2 separate regions of the Sus scrofa genome follow, and region 1 is linked to region 2. A link is a contact called in public HiChIP or PLAC-seq data. All regions are on one chromosome and are shown on one strand. The core of a region is the stretch at or near the end of the contact, and the rest is flanking DNA. Distances in the headings are between cores, read along the strand shown.

Region 1 (5,454 bases), core at 2,071-4,570, 160 kb after region 2:
CAAGGCAGGGGCTGATTCATGTGGGTGATGAATTCTGATGTTATAGGAGCAGTGCCTCCTTGGTGGAATCAACACAATGGCCCCATTACTGAATTCCAGAGAGCAGTCCCCTGTCTCTCTCCGCCAGGCACCTATCTGGGAAGCCAGACTCACCCACATCTCTCAGAATCCTAGGTTTTGAAAGTGTGGTGACCTTGGCCATTCCCCAGATGCATTTTTTTTTTGTTTTCTTAACCCACTAAGCAACAACAGGAACTCCCCCAGGCAAGGTGTTGACTGGCAGGCAGTGGCTTGGTGAACTGGGTCCCACCCCAGGATTTCCTTTTTCTTTTTTAATTAATCATTCTATTTAATTTATTTTATTAAAAAATTTTTTTTAAGGAGTTCCATTTGTGGTACAGCAGAAACAAATCTGACTAGTATCCATGAGGATGCTGGTTTGATTCCTGGCCTTGCTCAGTGGGTGGAGGATCTGACATTGCCCGTGAGCTGTGATATAGTTTGAAGACTAAGTTCAAATCTCACATTGCTGTGGCTGTGGTGTAGGCTGGCAGGTGTAGCTCCAATTTGACCTCAAGGCTGGGACCCTCCATATGCCACAGAGTGCGGCCCTAAAAAGCAATCAATCAATCAATCAATTTTAAATTAAAGTGCAGTTGATTGACAATGTTCTGTCAATTTCTGTTGTAAGGTGACCCAGTCATACACATATATACATTTTTTCCTCATGTTATCTTCCATCATGTTTTATCACAAGTGATTGGATATAGTTCCCTGTGTTTTTTGATTTTTTGTTCATGTCCATGGCATGTGGAAGTTCCTGGGCCAGGGATTGAACCTGAGCCACTACAGTGACCTGAGCTGCTGCAGTGAGACTGATGGATCCTTAACCTGATGCACCACCAGGAAACTCCTACCCAGGATTTATTTATTTTTCTTTTTTCTTTCTTTCTTTGGCCCAAACTGTGGCTTATAGAAGTTCCCAGGCTAGGGGTTGAATCAGAGCTGCAGCTGCTGGCCTACACCACAGCCACAGCAACACAGGATCCAAGCCTTGTCTTTGACCTACACGAGAGCTCATGGCATGTTGGATCCTTAACCCACTGAGCAGGGCCAGGGATTGAACCCATGTGCTCCTGGATATGATTCGGGTTTGTTACTGCTGAATCACAATGAGCACTCCTACCCCAGGATTTCTAATCACGGTTCTAGACCATGTCCGACCTCCTCATGTATGGCTTTGCCACAACCCTGCCTGGGAAAGGAAGTTCTGTGGTTTCTCTTTGGTCTTGCTGCTCTCATCTCCCCAGGCTGCACCCCGCCAGCCCTGCCTGCTGCTAACTGGGACTGAGGAGGCCCCAGAGCTTGACAGGATGAGAGATGGGAGCTGTAGCTCTGGCTGTGGGTGCCATGGGCAGAGCATGACATGATTCTGTCTCTTCAGAGCCCTGCCCAACCTGCTTCTTCATTTACTTCTGCCTTGGTTGGTTGTGTGGCTACTGGATGTCAGCCTGACTTCTGAGTGAAGGTAGGTCAGTTCGTCCCAGCCCAAGGTGACGATAGCAACCAGCCATTGCCTAAATGGTTGCTGCTCATCAAGAGCTTTCACCTGTGTAATCTTGCAAGGCCTCTCCTCTAAGACACAGAAAATGCAGGGGCTGGAGTTCCCACTGTGATGCAACGGGATCGCTGGTGTCTCTGCAGCCAGAATGCAGGTTCAATCCCCAGCCTGGCATAGCGGGTTAAGGATCCAGCGTTATAGCACCTGTGGATTAGGTCACAGCCGTGGCTCAGATCTGATCCCTAGCCTGGGAACTTCCATCTGCTGAGGGGTGGCCAAAAGAAAAGAAAAAAAAAAAAATGCAGGGGCCTTCAGATCATTTGGACACCATCTCATTTTGCAAAGGGGATGTTCTTTCCGAGGTGCCACAGCCAGTGAGTGGCAGGGCTGGGTCTAAGGCTTCTTCACGTCCTTCACATTCTTGACTTGAACTTCCTTTGTTCTTGATCAGGATCTATTTTGCTCTGTGTCATCTTGTTTGCATTATCCCACCAGGTCTGTTAAAGTGCTTTGGGATGAGGATAACGTTCTGGACGTCTCCACGACTCACCTGCTGCAGAGCAGAGCATGGCATGTGGAATCTACTTAGCAAACATCGAACTGGCAGGGGAAAGGTATTAAACTTGGAGGGACTAGGGGCAGCCCCAGTCCCCAGCAGACAGACTGGCACAGCGTTACCTGTCCTGAAAGAGCAGCTCAGGGTCCCTGGGAGCATCTCAGATTGTCAAGATCTTCCCCCACCCCTCTTTTAGTCCTGATACAGACTCACTGTCACCAGGTGTAGCATTGTTATCCTTATGATCATGGCTCTCACCTAGCTGTCTCCTGGCCTGCATGGAAAAGAAGGTGTGAGCTTCTAGATAGTGTCCCAGCCAAGTGAAAATGAGGCAGAAGTTCCAGAACTGGAGAGCGGAAGCAGCCCTTATGGGGAGGGAGGGAACCAAACACATGGTCTTTGGGTTGGAATCTGGCCCTCAGCCCCTCTGCCCCTTGCGGAACATGAAAACAAATCTCCTCTCGGTCCTGCTTGCTTGCTTCTTTAATGGCAGGAGTGAGAGGCCAAAGGAGATCCCACTGGGAACTCCCAGGAGGAAAGGCAGTAGTAATAACAATGATGAGGAGAGCTTATGGCTTGTTGAGGCTGCCGGCAAACAGAAAACAGGGCAAGTGGAGGCCACTCCTGGGGGCTGGGCGAAATTTGCCCTCCTCTCGGCCTTTGAGGGTAGGAGGTGCAGGGAAGGGCAGAGGACGCAGGAAGACCTTGGGACCCTGTTTCAGACTCATCACTGCTTTTGGACTTCCTAGGTGTGTGGGACTCCTGAGAAGCCCGCCTCCCTCCCCGGAGTTTCTTCCTCTCATCGGAGAATTCTGGCTTCTCCATTTCTGACAAGATGATTCAAAGCAAAAGTGGACTTGTCAGAGACAGGAAGGGAAGATAAGATAAAAATAAAAAGTTAGCCAGACTTAGAAGTTTTTCTGGCCTTAGTTCCTGCTCTCTCTCTCCCCTCCAACATTTGCATTCTTGCAAACAAAAATCCCACAGCAAAGCCCAGAAGGGGGGCCCAGGCCTTAGGCTCCAGGTCAAGGCCTGAGGGCAGTGGAGGAAGTGATTCAGGGCCCCCCGGGGGATGGAGGAGCTGGAGGCTGGGGCCAGGACACAGGGCTGCGGGCAGCGGGTCAGCCTCAGTCCGGCTCGCAGTGCCCCTGCCCCCATTCACCCACAGGCAGGCCAGCCCGGAGCCAGAGACGGGTGACTGATGGGTCCCAGCTTGAATGGAAAGTCCAGATTCCAGGGAGACAGCCTAAGAGGTAGGAGGAAAGCCACTTCTCACATCTGCAACAAAATTAAAAACGAAGTACATAAAATTCATTAGTTTACAAATAGCACTGTTACTTGTTACTCGGGGTATTAACAATCTCCTTTTTCGATTAAAAATTTTTTTTTAATTTTTAATTTTTTTTCTTTCGGTAACGCCCGTGAAAGACGTTTGTTTCAGTTGCCAACATTTCTGCAGAACTAATGTGGGTGGATTGTGACAGATATAATTTCTCCATCCTACAGTTTCATCAACTTGAGTTCTGTTAAACTATACCCGCTGGGCTTAGCTCCTTTTAAAGTTTCCGCTTTGACAGGTAGATTTATTAGTCTTGAAATTTGTACAAATCAGATGTCACTCGTGGCAACTTGTCAAAATGTCAGTCTGGCGAGGCGGCATGAAAGGCTTTCTGGAGAGGGAGACAGACGTGAGGCAGGCTTTAAAGAACTCCAGCTCGAGCTGTAGGAAGGGATGGGGGCATGGCAGCCTCTTGATCCCGAGGGCTTTACTTTATTAAATATCTCGGTCTGTACAGGGGACGTGACGTCGAATCTTGGGTCTCAGAGACATCAAGGCTGACAGCTCCCGAACCATGGCTCCTGTCCCTTCCAGTGTCAAGTTTCTTTGCTTGTTATGTTCACTTAGTGGAGAAGGCCAGGGGTGCTTGCATGGGGGAAGGAGAGCAAAGCCAGGCTGTTTGGTTTCCAAAAGGGCTGGGTGGGTCCGTGGCAATGGATGGGCGTTCCAGGCTGGGTGTTCCAGGCTGGGCTCCCCTGGTTGGAACTCGGGGCTGCCTTCAGGCTCATCAACACAGATTCTTGATTTTTTTTTTTTTTTTTTTTTTTTTTTTTTGTCTTTTTGCCATTTCTTGGGCGCTCCCGCGGCATATGGAGTTTCCCAAGCTAGGGGTCCAATCGGAGCTGTAGCCACTGGCCTATGCCAGAGCCACAGCAACGTGGGATCCGAGCCGCGTCTGCAACCTACACCACAAGCTCATGGCAACGCCAGATCCTTAACCCACTGAGCCAGGCCAGGGATCAAACCTGCAACCTCATGGTTCCTAGTCGGATTCGTAAACCACTGTGCCATGATGGGAACTCCTCTTGATTTTATTTTATTTTATTTTTTGCTTTTTAAGGCCTCACTCTCAGCACATGGAAGTTCCCAGGCTAGGGGTCGAATCGGAGCTACAGCTGCCACCCTAATTCACAGCCACAGCTATGTGGGATCCAAACCACATCTGCAATCTACACCACAGCTGACAGCAACGACAGATCTTTAACCCACTGAGCAAAGCCAGGGATCAAACCTTCGTCCTCATGGATACTAGTCAGGTTCATTACTGCTGAAGCACAATGGGAACTCCTCCTCCTCAGATTCTAATTCTACTGGGGAGGGAAAGCAGCTGAAGAGAAAAGGGAGCTCTCAGGTGGGAGCCACAGGAGGGGCAGGGGCGGCCCCATCATTGCCCCCAGGAGACCTAGGGCCTCGCTTTCCCAGCCTGCCCGATTCCCAGACTAGCCTGTGCCTCGTTACTTAATCAAGGATCCCTCGCTTTGGTCAACTTCCTCATTATCTGGTTTGACATGGCAGGCGATGTTATTAATAGTCAGAAAGCTATCTGAATTTTTTTCTCCCTGGGGGGAGGGGGTGGGAGTGCAGGAGAAAGAACCCAGCCTGGCTCTGAAGGCAGTTTTCTTTAAGGCTGGAACCCCGGGTGGATGGGGACATTCAGGACTCTGAGAATGTTTCCCCTCTTGGGGAGCAGGGGGGTTCCTGCTGCCACATTGGAGAGAAGATTCTGGAAGCGGAAGTTCTTGCTGGTTGACTGCACTGTTTCCATCGGTCTGTCTGTCCCGGGCATTTGGAAGATGTCCTGTAGAGCTGTAGCGCCCAGTACTCCTACAACCTCTGTCTCCCACTCCCCCAAGAAGTTCTGGCGGGCTTGGTACCTATGTCTTCAGAGAGAAAGGCATGGCCTCATGCTCCCGTAGGCCGGTGCTGGGACCCACTCCCCTATAACCAGTTCTTCCCTCATTTTCCCCCTGGGGAGGGGTTGGGGTCAGAGCTGCCAGG
Region 2 (5,634 bases), core at 183-2,682:
ACAGCGGCAAGGGGAGGGAGAAGGGGGGTGAGACGAGAAACCGCTCGGGAGAGTGAACAAGTGGGGTGCCTGGGAAGCTGGGGGGGGGGGCGAGGGGAGCCGACGAGGCGGCGGACGAGGCGAGAAGACCTTGGGGACAGGGTCTGGAGAGCGAGGGCGGGGCTGCTGGGCGGAACTGCGCTAACCCTGCCGGCCGGTGAGATCCCTCGCTCTCGGTGTCCCCGGAGTGCGCCACCGGTCCCGGGAAAAGAGCAGTGGAAGTAGTCTACCAAAGGTGACTTCTCTGGAGTCAGGGCTGAGGGAGGGCCTGTAACTCGCCCCCTGCCCTCGAATCTCCCCCTAGTCTATGCCCAGGGAAAAACTTATTGCTTCAGTTTGGGTAACTTCGCTTAGGACGGGTTTCAGGCGGTGGCGCCGCGGGGTAGAAGCCGGGAAAAGCGCGTTCTGAAGCTAGGGCTGCCGTTGGCGCTCTCTTGGTAGCCCCTCCCTCCCGGGGAGGGCACCCAGGGAAGTGGGAGGAAGAAAGACCTGGGATCGGGAGTGCCGGGGCGTAGTGCGCTCTAACCGGATGGGACAGAGGCGGAGCAGGACCGGGCCGATCCGGCTTCAAAGAGAACAAACCCGGGTAGAGAGAGGTGGGCGGGAGAGGCCCAGGAGAGATCTTCTCCGGCCTGGAAACTGGGTGGCGAGGAAAAGTAAAAGACCCAGTGGAGACTCCAAGAGCAAACCCAATCCGGGAGAAAACATGTAGCTCCGAAAGGCGAGTGTGGAAGGGGAACCTTTCCGGAAAAGCCCAGGGAGAACCGTGTGGGCTCTGATCCCTCTGTTCTCCGTCCCTTCTCACACCGTCCGCCAGTGTGGCCGGACCTGAGCGTCGCACCGAGCCCCAGGGCGCAGGGAGCAGGGCCGTGGGCCCGGCAGTGGTGGGCGGAATGGGGCCGGCGCTGGACTGGCAGCGACCAGTCGACTGACCTCAATGGGGCTGACGGGAGTGGAGGACAGCGGCTGCAGGTACTCCGGATGCAGGAGGTGGCCGGTGTGCGCGCTCAGCATCTTCAGGACCCTGATGGGGAGCCGGTTTGCCTGGCGCAGGGGGTCCGCCGGGGGCAAGAGAGACACCGCCGCCGGCACCGCCGGCCTCTTCCCGCCTCCGCCGCTACCGCTGCCGCTGCTTTCGGGTGTCCTTGGGTTAGATCCAGCGGGCGAATCGCTCATTTGGAGGAGGCAGCGCCACTGGGGGGGCGGGGAGGGAGGGGGAGCACCGGGGAGGCGAGCTCCCGCGGCGGGTGGGCTCGCTCCGCAGCGCCAAGCGCGGTGCAGCAGCCGCTGCGCCTCCACCCCTCCTCCACCGACGCCACCGCCGCCGCTGCAGCCGCCGCCGCCGCCGCTATTCCCGGCGAGCAACACAAAAACCTTCGCCTTCCGCGAGCCGCACGTCAAATAGCCGCGATCGGCAGCCACACTTCAAAGGGATCGCCGCGGCCGCCCAATCGCAGCTCTCGCCGGGACCCCGGGGCGGGGAGAGCGGCGGGCGGAGGCCGGCGCCGCCGGTGGGCGGGGAGAGCCTTAAAGGGGCCTCGCCTGCGCGCGCCTCTCCCGCCTCGGCCTTTACCACTCTCCGCACTCCTCCCCTCCCCCCAACTGGGCCACCCCTACCCTGGGGTCCCGGAGAGCAGGGGACTTCTCCGTGACCCCAAGGTCTGCGCCCTGTCTTTCGCTAGCTTCCCTATCGCTCTGTTCTCTCTCCCTTCGCACCGCGGGGAGTTGGTGCTGGCGGGGGCAGTCACCCTCAGGCCGTGTGTGTTTGGGGTGGGGTGGACTGGGGTGGGGGTGGGGTAGGAGCTCCCGGCGTTGGCTCTCTTACAGTCAGGTCCAAGCCTCTCCCCGAGGCGGCCTGGGGGCGGGCCGTGCCTCGGGAACCCAGCTCTGCTGCGGCCCTGCTCAGGCTCTGCTCAGGCTCAGCTCCGGCTCCGCTCCGGTCCAGCTCTCTTCCCCTAATTGGCTTCTCCCGGGTGGGCTCATTTGGAAGCGCTCGAGACCCGGAGGCAGCAGCGGTTCTCGGGATGCGGGGTAAAGCGCTCCAATAACTTTGAGCCAGTCCTGTCCGAAGCCTGCAAGTTTGAGGACTCCCTTAGGGGGTGAAATGATTGCGATAAGGCGCTGTTCCCTAGGTTGTGCGCGCCGCCGGCGCACAGATTTATAGGTTCGATGTTTTTGAGTGTGTTTTCAGGTTTCTTACAATGTCCTGCTTAGAGGCATAAAATTCTCTCACGGCACAGAGCCTTGCTGCTATTTGGGGGTTGGGGGAATCTAAGTGCTGCACCCGGATACAAACTCTAGAGATGCGTCCCCCACATGTTTTCTTCTCTCGGGGCTGGGGAGGGGGTAAATTTCCCAGGGAAATTTCGGAGTTAAAAACTTTGTATTAAAAATAACAGTATTCTCCTCTACTCCACCTCCTTCCCCTGGTGCCTTTCTAATAAAGTTTGCATTGCCAGCCTCGCACCGGGCAGAGATTTTACATAGACCTAATCTCGACATCATTAAGGTTCCCTGCCTGCGGATCAGAAGGTGAACCTGGGTCTTTGTGCTCTGGCCTCCGGGGAGACCACTTCGCCGTGCTCTCAGCGACCAGTGGAGGCGCGCTGGTGTCACTGCCTCGCTTGGAGTACCACTTTCCCAGCTCGAATCCATCACTCCGATTGTCAGGCCTGTCACTCGGGGCATATTGCTCCAGGACTACCCGTCCCTGACTCTGCTGCTCGTTGATCAACGCCCTGCGATCACATGAGAACCAAGACGGGGATAGATGATTTCAAAGGGGTCCTTCCAACAGAATGAAACAACTGTCATGGAAATAACAAATAGCAATCACGAACCTTTATCATGTTCCGTAAAGGAGGCAGCAGGCACCACTCCCAGGCCCTATCCGTCATACGCTCAACTGAATGTACTCCCTGGATGCGTCTGTTTTTTAGACAGTATGCATAGACCTCTAAAAAATTACACAGGCTTTCCCTACCCTAACTTTCATCCTGGTAAAATTAGGTTACAATGAATGCCAGGGGATGTCCTGACTGGGTGATGTATTCCATATTGCAGCAAGAGGGGTACCAGAAGGAGGGGGGGCCCACTTATTTCATTGTGGTTGTCCTTATTCCCCACCCCCATCTCTTCTCGTGCCAGCTTCTGAGTACTCTAACGTCCCTGCCACTGCCAACACCAATTTTAAATGTCCATTGCAGGGCTGCTTCAGTCTTAGAGGTCATTTGGCCTTTGGGAGACTGCTCTGCAGAGAGAGGAAGTGAGAATGGAAGAGGGTGGGCCTTTGTAGGCATTTAGAGGAGGAACTGGGAAGAGGGGCACCCTTGGAGACAGGAAGAGATGAAAGACCCCTTCTTGATGATTGTAACCAGCTCAGCTGTGAGTGCCAGCCAAGAACTCCTGCTAGGGCCCAAGCAGATGTGTGTTGGGAGTGATTAATGGAGAATCAGTTGGGTACAAAGGGGAGAGGAGACAGACAAAGGCATTTAGGAGTTTGGAAGGACTAGAGGGGCAGGAGGCAGCAGGAATGGGGTGAAGAATGGAGGGTGATAAAATATTTACTCTCTATTTGGAGAGGAAAAGAGAAGAAGAGGCCTAGGAATGAACGAAAGGAAGGGAGGAAGGAGGAGGTGGGGATGGGAAGGCCAGGCTCAGGATGGAGGGTGAGGAGTCAGCTCAGGTAGTCACATGTTGTCCTTAGAAATCCTCACTCCCTTAGCTCACAGCTGATCACTAGGAAGAGGAGGTGTCAAACAGCACTGAGGTGGAGACCAGGCCTGCTGCCCCTTCCCGGAAAGTGCTAGCAAGGGAGTAGAGCCACCCTTCCCTTTGGGGTGCTGGTGAGGGCAGCAGGGCCCCTTTGGCTGGACCCATCCAGTCACCTTAGGTGGGAAAATGGAAAACCATACTTAGCCAGGCCAGAGGCCTAATTAAGAGACACTAGATGGTTATTACAACCAGTCCCCCCCCCTTTTTTATAGCCAAACCTGAGGCATATGGAAGTTCACAGGCTAGGGGTCGAATCAGAGCTGCAGCTGCCTACTTACGCCACAGCTGCAGTAACACAGAATCTGAGAACCATCTGTGACCTGCACCACAGCTCAAGGCAACACCAGATCCTTAACCCACTGAGCAAGGCCAGGGATCAAACCTGCATCCTCATGGATACTAGTCAGGTGGATTACTGCTGAGCCACGACAGGAACTCCCTACAACCAGTACTTGACATCCACTTAGCTGAAATGCTGACCCCTGCATAGTCCTAAGTGGGGCTCTAGTGACCTAAAGCAAGGACTGTGTCCAAAGGATGGCTTGTCACCTGCAAGAGAATCAGGCTAAGTTTTTACTTGGGTTGACTTTATTGAGGGTAATGGGGTGTGGTTGAGAAGGCCATGCAAAGACACTGTCGTACAGGACACAAGCCACCCCCTTGCAAAAAAGTTGCAGTTCTGTGGCTAAGGGGCCTTTTCCCCTTCTCTCCAGGCCCTTCCTAGGTTGCCCTGGGAGGGATGGCACCAGGACCACAGGACAGGGGCCAGCACTGTGTGAGGACTCCCCCTGCCAATGTGGTCAGGAATTACAACCTGGTGTGTCAGGCTCTTGATAAGTTTTAGTTACTGTTGTTATCTTTTCCATTTACAGCTGGAGAGGTTAGTTAGTCACTTACCCAAAGGCAAGTGACCAGTGAGCAGCAGAGCTCTCACTTGGAGTCAGGTCTCAGTGAGCCAGGCCTCTGAGCCACAATGCCGTGGTGGGTCCCGGGCAGGAAAACCTCTGGAAACTTGGGTTTCCTCATGTATAAAACCTGAGAGTGGCCACCTCAGAGTCAGGGAGCCCCAAACAGAAAATGCATGTCACACATCTAGTGCTGGGCACCAAGAAAGTCTCAGGTAAATGAGGGCTGTGTTCAACAGCATCATTTGCCTCTGTGGGGCCATTGCTCTGGAGAACATTCCAGCTGCACACCTATATCCGGCAGAGGCTCCCACCACCAGGGAAGCCACCAGAACACCCAAGCCACCCCAGAATCCTACCAAATCAGAGCTCTTTCTCCCCCAGCTTCCAGCCAAATGCACCTTAAAAAAAAAAAAAAAAGCCTCTTAGAAGCCATCAAGAAAATCCTTGAGGAAATTCTGAATATTTATAGGTATTTTCCACGACTTCAATTTACATAAAACTCACTTCCCAGGGGGAAAAAAACAAAACAAAACAAAACAAAACCCCAAAAATGCCTGAGTCAGGTTGGGAGAAGAGATGGCAGATTTTGCTGTGCGGGGTTAATGCGGAGTTTTCAGTCCGCGCCAAGGCGGAATTGCCTGAACGATCGCCTCTCTGCATAACACTCAAACCCTAATGGCAACAACATGAAATAATATCTCACTGGGTAACTATTTACATTTTTTTTTTTTTTAACACAAGCTGTAAGAACTCTGAAAAGTCTGCCTCATCGAGGACTTGGTTTTGCTCCCCGGGCGCTTAATATCTTTCAGCGGCTGGCAATTACAGCCTTGGCTGGGAGCCCTGGTTTAGCGCACTGCATTCAGGGCACCCGGAGCCCTTCCTCTGTCTACCCATCTCCAGCTTCTGACGC

Evidence for each region. HiChIP or PLAC-seq counts read pairs in DNA pulled down with a chosen protein or histone mark.
Region 1: a contact with region 2 is called in an H3K27ac HiChIP or PLAC-seq map of skeletal muscle. The contact joins the enhancer-like site here to the promoter of ZNF703 in region 2. A contact is called at or near these places in 8 of 47 Hi-C or Micro-C datasets (alveolar macrophages, brain, embryonic fibroblasts and 5 more) and 2 of 2 datasets of contacts at active chromatin or transcription factors (alveolar macrophages and skeletal muscle).

What each region holds. Positions count from the first base shown.
Region 1 is chr15:48,857,726-48,863,179 of Sscrofa11.1, forward strand. LOC106506229 (a long non-coding RNA gene) reads left to right here. Exons shown (of 7, transcript XR_002339142.1): 5 at 1,445-1,528; 6 at 2,057-3,370. Among named protein-coding and RNA genes, the nearest start is that of ZNF703, 160 kb to the left of the region's middle. Within about 2 kb of position 3,321, at least 17 of the 83 cell types and tissues checked have an H3K27ac peak or open chromatin away from gene starts, as enhancers often do. A contact at or near this core is called in omental adipose tissue, retroperitoneal adipose tissue, skeletal muscle and 1 more, where this site is marked.
Region 2 is chr15:48,695,207-48,700,840 of Sscrofa11.1, forward strand. ZNF703 (zinc finger protein 703) reads right to left here and starts at 1,433. Exons shown (of 2, transcript XM_003133370.5): 1 at 973-1,433. The coding sequence starts at 1,215. It overlaps LOC110256999 (a long non-coding RNA gene), which reads left to right and starts at 1,567. Exons shown (of 2, transcript XR_002339108.1): 1 at 1,567-1,698; 2 at 2,486-3,475.